2 separate regions of the Mus musculus genome follow, and region 2 is linked to region 1. Evidence: chromatin contacts called from public Hi-C data. All regions are on one chromosome and are shown on one strand. Each heading gives the region's core, a stretch centred on a gene start, on an enhancer-like site or on the middle of the called end of the contact. The rest is flanking DNA. Distances are from core to core; before and after follow the strand shown. Region 1 has its middle 30 kb from the start of Daglb. Region 2 overlaps Rac1 (Rac family small GTPase 1).

Region 1 (3,422 bases), core at 386-2,885:
CCTTTAATCCAGCATTCCAGAGGCAAAGGTAAGTGAATTAGTTCAGGGCTAGCCTGGTCTATATAGCAAGTTCCAGGACAGCCAGGGCTACATAGAGAAATCCTGTCCCAAAACAAGCAAACAAACAAAAGTCAATATCTGGGTATGGTGACACAGGTGGAGTCCCAGGAACCTGAGGCAGGAGGATCTTGAGAAAGGCCATGTCTCAAAACGTCATCATCATCATTGTCATCATCATCGACGTCATCATCGTCGTCATCGTCATCATCCAGAATTGAACAGGAGCACGGCACAGGCAGGGAAAAAAGGTGGGGACTTGATGAGCAAACCTAGGATAACTTTGTTTTTTGTTGTTTTTCTTAAAGGTCCACTAACATGTGTTCCAGATTCATCCTTACTGTGAGTAAATACCCTAATAAAAGTGATTTAAGAGAGAAATTATTGATTTTATTTTAGTTTTCAGTTCTGGGTAAGATCATTGAATGGAAGTCACAGCAGAAAGGAGCTGGAGACAGCTAGCTGGTCACGTTATATCCACCATCAAGAAGCAACCCCTGTGGGCTGAATACATGGCTCAGTGGTTAAGAACACTGATTGCTCTTCCAGAGGTCATGAGTTCAAATCCCAGCAACCACTTGGTTCCTCACAACCATCTGTAATGAGATCTGTCTTCTGGTGTGTCTGAAGACAGCTACAGTGTACTTATATATAATAAATAAATAAATCTAAGAAAAAGAAAAAAAGAAGCAACCTCTGCCTAGGGAATGGTACTGCCCACAGTTCTTCCCATGTCGAATAGTGCCATCAAGGTATTCATCCACAGACATGGCCACAGGCCAGCCCTCTCTAGACTTCTCTTTGAGACACTTTCCTACAACACCTAGTGGTTCTAGATTTTCTCAAGTTGACGATTAAAATTAAAATCAACTATTTAAAAAATAGTAGCTATTAAAATAGCAATCCATTCATCTTAATTTTTTTTAAATTTAGATTTACTTATTTTATGAATGTTTTGCCTGTGTGTGTGTGTGTGTGTGTATGCGCGCGCGTGCGTGTGCTTGTGCGTGTGTATACTATGTGGGGTGGGTGCAGGTGCCTCGTGCCCATGGAGGCCAGAGGAGGCTATTGAATCCCCGGAGACTGAGTCACAGATAGTGTGAGCCTCCATTTAGGTGTGGGGAATTGAACCCGGGTATTCTGGAAGAACAGCCAGTGTTCTTAACCTCTGGGCAGTATTTCCATCCCTAACTTTTTCTTTTAAAACAAGGTCTCATTATGAAGATGGCCTGAAACTCACTATGTAGATAAGACTTAACTGTTAACTCACAAGAGATCGTCCAGCGTCTGCTCCCAGATTAAAGGTGTGCACCCCCACACCTGACCTACACACCCTCAACCTTTGCCTAACAATGTTATTTCCTTAGATAGGAAATGCCTACAAAGAGTTCTGCTGTGTGTATAGGGCTGAAGAAGATGCATAGAAGCTGCAGAGATGGTTCAGTTGTTCAAAGCATGCAGTCCCCCTGCAGAGACCACAGGTCTGTTCCGTGCACCCTCATCTGGCAGCTTACAACCACCTGGAACCAGCTGTAGAGGATCGGATGCCCTCTCCTTTCCTGGCTTTTGCAGGCATCTGCTCACATGCAGGGACTGTGGAGTTAAGCCTGGTGGTGGGAGAAATGAAAGGACCGCACATACTCCATTCGTCTCCATTTCGGGACCAGGCCTGTCTTCAAAAAGAAAGCCCCAGTCCCAGAAACTAGGCCATAAGTCACCAGATCCAGGAACAGACCATAAAATCCAGGAACAAGGTCATAAAAACCCCCTCCTCTCCCATAGAACACCCTGGAGAGGTCCACAAGAATGGGAAACCTATCTCAGGATGGCCATCTGGGCTCGGCAGCGCCATCTCATCCTGTGGTTAAATGCTCATGACATAGGAATGCAGACCACTAGCCACCTGGTGCAAGCTGATCAGAAGCTGACCCCTGTGACCTCCCCAGAGGTCAACTTGGCATTCGTCCACTAGGTGGAGCCAGACATCCGCTGAACACTCCAGAGGCTAACAGGATTCAAAGGAAAGCACCTGACTGAACTCCTGGCCAAGAACATCTTTAATATCAGGGATGGAGGCTTTAATTTTTCTTAACCCTGATTTTAATAATGGCTCTTAAATGTGTTAATCTCCCTTCTATCCCACCAGAGGTAGTGGGGGAAAAAAGTTTATTAGGATATGGGGACAGCAGACCTGTTTAGAAATGGTTCTATGGAGCAAATCCCATCTGTGTTGTCAGGAACTCGGCAGTTCAGCTCACAGGAGTCATCAGTAGGAGCTTGATCCATCTGCAAACACTTCACAAATATACAAGCAGTCCAGTTCAGTAGTGTAGGAATAGCAAACACAAATCAGCAACAGTGACATGACCTAGCAAAGATAGCCAGACCTCAGCTGCATCAGCACCAGTCAGCAGGAGGGACCAGGACCACCAGGGACGCCAGGAGAAGTTCTCAGCTGTGCCTCTCTCAGCGAAGCAAAGATCAGTGAGGACAAGAGACCAAGAAGCATTGCAAAGCTAGCTATGCAAGCCCTGTCACCACTGTCCATTAAGACTTATGCTCCCTCCAAACATCACAGGTCCTCCACCGTTCTTGCCTCACCACCTGTCTTGCCTAAGCATGTGAGTCTGTCTTAGCAAAACTTCATGTGAGTTTGTATCAGCTGACATCACTCTGCCAACTGGCCCAAGTCCTCCGAAGTGGCAAGAAGCCACAGGAACCTCTCGAGAAGTTTTCTGGTGGGTTTCTCTCCATGGAGTACCAACAAACTGACGTAAAGCAAACAAATACACGTGTGTCATTAGCGAAGAATCCTTCATTATGCGTCCTTTCACCTGTGTCTGCTTCAGCAAGACGTCCCTTCGTGAGTCTGATTAGCGAAACATACTTTCGCCCATGTCCACTTCAGGAAAACTTTTATTCATGTGTCTGCTGTAGTGAGACACCATTCCGCACAACTGACTTTCCAAAGAAACCAGATGCTTCCACTTCACGGGGAGGTTCTGGAGGACCCGTAGACCAGGGAACTCGCCAAGGTGCTTCTGGCAGCTACTGGAAGAGAGCGAGCAAGCTGATACCCAAGTGTTGAAGAATATAGCATATGGAAAAGGAGTAGAGCTCCTGGCTCCAAAAAGGATCAATGTGTGTACTGTAGAGAAACAGGCCACTGTAAGGCGGAATGTCCCAAGAGCCATAAAAGGGAATCACAGGTGTTGGAAATAGAAGAACTGAGTGACTGAGGGTATCAGGGCTCACACCCCCTCCATGAGCCCTAGGTAACCCTAAAGGTGGAGGGGAAGACAATAGATTTCATGGTAGATACTGGGGCACAAAGTTCAATCTTGAAACAACCCATGGGACACCAA
Region 2 (3,422 bases), core at 593-3,092, 75 kb after region 1:
GCAACACAACAGACTACCTGTAAAGGACCAAGGAAGGAAGATGAGGGAATGTACCCCCAATCTATAGGATCACCCTAGAAAACTCACCATCCACTCAGGGACCATTATCCCCAGCATGGTGGGTCCCAATCTCTACACCACCAGCGTCCCTCACCCCTTCTCACTAGATTGGTTCCAGATGCTGGAGCAGAAAGAAATGGTCACCAGACCACTTCTGAAATACTTGTCACTGCAGTGGGGACCGTCCCAATGAAGCTCCAGAGACCCATCCCCCAAAGTCAGAGACTTAAAAATGGCCCACAGAGCTACTAAAGCCAAGCTAAACACCCCAAGCTCCCAGCAGCCAACGGCATTCATTGAACTGTTTATTATTCTTGCTAGGACTGACAGTATGCAGCAATCTTCCCATAAGTCCCACTTACCTTTGCACGGACATTTTCAAATGATGCAGGACTCACAAGGGAAAAGCAAATTAAGAACACGTCCTACAGAAAGGAAACACAGGCAATGTAGAGGGCAGTCTTGGACTGTGGGAGCACTCTGCCTCACGCCGATAGCTAGCGAAGCACTGTCAGAGAGAGGCACTGCGTGCCTACTGCTACCTGCAACTAGGTCCTCGCTGCTCCCACCTACCTCTCCAGTCGGCCAGAGACTCAAAACCATTACCAGGCCTGCCTTTTGAAAAAGGGGACATGGAAGAAGAAACTGCTGGAAGCTGTTTGATGCTAGGGAGGGATCAAATCACATTCCCAGGAGGCCGCTTGCTAATCACGCCCAACTGGAAACCTAATTATCTGCTATCAACACAAATTCTTCTGAAAACCATGGTCTCTCTGAGGCTCATGAATGCAGAGTCGATTTAAACACATCCTCCAACAAGGCACGCTTTTCATTAAGCTCCCCACATGCACCGTAAGCTCAAGGCTCCTGACATCTCGAGCGTCCATCAGCCAGCTTGTCACTGTCCTTGGCACAAAATGGAGTTCAAGAGTTTGCTCCCCAGCCTTCCAGCCAGGGAGGGGACTCAGTGTGCCATCTCCCAGTAGACAAGCACCAACTACTGCACCATCTTCCCAAGCAGAGTCAAGGGCCTCTGGAAAAGCTGCCCCAGTGTATCTGTGGCCCCAAAGAAAGCAAGGACAAGCAGGGCAAGAATCTTACGTCAGGAGAAACTGCCGGCTCAATAGAAAATATCTGAGGTTTCTTCCTGTTATTACACATAAAGTAAAATTCAGATATTTACCTGTATAAAATTATGCCCAAGAGTTTCTAAAATGTTAGGCTTATCAAGACATAGCCCTAGAAAAGGCAACTATGCTATTTGTGAAATGTATACAGTTCCCAAGCTAGCACCTTCAACTATCCAGCTGGTATCTTGTACCTGAAAAGGAAAGAAATGTCCCACACAACAGCTTTTTATAAACAATGGTTTACTTCAATGCTGGCGCATGCACAAGCCTATCAGAGAATCACCAGGGCCTCCCAAGCATCCAAGTTGATTCCACACCCTCTCAAAGCACAGTTGGGTTAGCTCACCAGCGCTGCGCAGCCCCCACAGCCCACCACACAGAACACCAGAGTCAGAGAAGAGGCCCTGGGAGTGGTTAGTCTGGGTGAGCGAGAAAGCACCCACATGAGCACCAGTGGACCCTCCACACCTGCACCTCCAACCGTCCCAGAGAGGGGCTTCCGGACACCCCTCCTTTCACATGGGAGGACGGGAGCAAGCAGCTCATCGGCCACTTTATAACCCACTGGGAGTGAAGTCACAGGCCAGAGGAAGCTCATTTTATCAAGAGCAGCCTCTCCTGAGTGAGTCGGAGGAAACACTCAGGGAGCTGAGGCTCAGCTCTTCCTGGAGACTCAGTGAGATAAGAGAAGAGACAAAGCTGGAGGCTGAGGTCGACTCAAAGTCTTACATACGGCAATCGGCTTGTCTTTGCCCCTGGAGGGTCTATCTTTACCACATGTGTCTCCAACCTAGTAATGCAGGAGAACTTTGCTTGAGTTCGATATAAACTAAGAAATACAAAATCAATATAACCTGTTAGTTTCCACACACGTTTGTCTCAGCCCTCCTGAGGAATCCAAAGCTGTGCATTCATGTAGGTCACCTTGGAAGCTGAGAGCCACACATCATTACTCCATGCAGCTGGAGCTGAGGAGCTACCCACCCCTGCGGTTCAGTAAGGAAGTCACGGGAAGGCTGGGCCTGCCACCACGTCACTCCCGCACTTGACAGAATGTAACACACTCACAGAGCTCAGCGTTCAGAAAGTGGCCTGTTGCCGGCATGCAGTACTGACAAGGTCTTCAGAGAACTCCACCTTCTCAGAGATAAGCCAAGAGAACCTCAGAGTCGGGGGAGACGCCTGCCTGTAGGCACAGCGAAGCTTTCCAGAACAGAGCCTAAGGGATCCAGGCTGGCGGCCTCCTAGCCCCGCTCTGGGAGGGAAGAGTGGCTTCAGACTGGAGTAAGTTCTTGAAATGAACTAAGGTCCCTTGGGGGGGTTGCTAAGGAACTCTGTAGGTGACAACCTTTTCCATTTTCATCATAATACTTTCCTTTTGTTTCTATACTCAGTAAAAATTGACAATTTCCCAATATGAAACCCCAGAAATTCTAATAAAAAACAAGCGCAGTATGATTTTAATTTTACCTCACTCAAGCTTGTATTTACAATCAAAGAGTAACAATCTCCAGACTCCTGGTTTCATCTGTGGGCTATTTCTAAGGGTGTCCTAAGGGCTTGACACAATAGACCCCACCAACAAAACAAAACCATCAATCCAGTGTTTCATGTTGTGACAGTCTTCAGGATGGCTCCAATATTGCTGGAGCACCCTCCAGCCCCTCCACTCCACTCCACAGTCCTTTAGTACCTTCCCGATGGAGCAGAGATGCACAGCTGGACCACAGCGCCACCCTAACTCACGTGTGCATTATGCCATCAGCCTCCTGCTCTCTTCCCTTTTCACCCCCAACTTTGGCCTAAACACAACTGTATGACATTAGTCGGCATCTGATGCTTTCTCCTAGGGTTAACCCCTTGTTCCTGTACCAGGGCAAAGGGGCTGTGCTGTGTCTCTGCTCCTCCCTGTCCCCTCCCTCTCGGTGGCGACCATCTTTCCTGAGGGCCTGACTACTACTTTCCTAGATCACCAGGACCTTTGTGACGCCAGCCTTTAATGAGAGTCTCCAGTAACTTTAGCTCCCACGTCACCAGCCACGTCCCACGTCAACTCCTCAGCAGTCAAAAGTACAGCAAGGGCTGAAGAGCGTTCACTTAGGGACATGCTTGCAGGGCAGGCATGAGGAACCCTGGGGTAAGCCCTGAGTCCCAGCAAGATACTGGGACTTAAAAAGCAAGGTGTGTCTTGAGGGACAACACCTGAAGGTGGTCTCTGTCATACCCAGATGC

The links. Hi-C and Micro-C count contacts between places; a contact is called where the count stands out from the background.
Region 2: a Hi-C map of bone marrow-derived macrophages shows a contact between it and region 1, with 66 read pairs. The contact joins two enhancer-like sites. A contact is called at or near these places in 5 of 15 datasets of contacts at CTCF or cohesin (CD8 T cells, the G1E-ER4 cell line, the NIH/3T3 cell line and 2 more), 69 of 484 Hi-C or Micro-C datasets (the 4T1 cell line, the AML12 cell line, B cells and 38 more), 7 of 115 datasets of contacts at active chromatin or transcription factors (CD8 T cells, the HPC-7 cell line, bone marrow-derived dendritic cells and 2 more) and 4 of 9 other capture datasets (adipose tissue, embryonic stem cells, liver and 1 more).

The regions. Positions count from the first base shown.
Region 1 is chr5:143,432,571-143,435,992 of GRCm38.p6, forward strand. No RefSeq gene overlaps it. Among named protein-coding and RNA genes, the nearest start is that of Daglb, 30 kb to the right of the region's middle. Within about 2 kb of position 1,636, at least 14 of the 459 cell types and tissues checked have an H3K27ac peak or open chromatin away from gene starts, as enhancers often do. A contact at or near this core is called in bone marrow-derived macrophages, where this site is marked.
Region 2 is chr5:143,507,674-143,511,095 of GRCm38.p6, forward strand. Rac1 (Rac family small GTPase 1) reads right to left here. Exons shown (of 6, transcript NM_009007.2): 4 at 423-485. Among named protein-coding and RNA genes, the nearest start is that of Rac1, 19 kb to the right of the region's middle. Within about 2 kb of position 1,843, at least 68 of the 459 cell types and tissues checked have an H3K27ac peak or open chromatin away from gene starts, as enhancers often do. A contact at or near this core is called in bone marrow-derived macrophages, where this site is marked.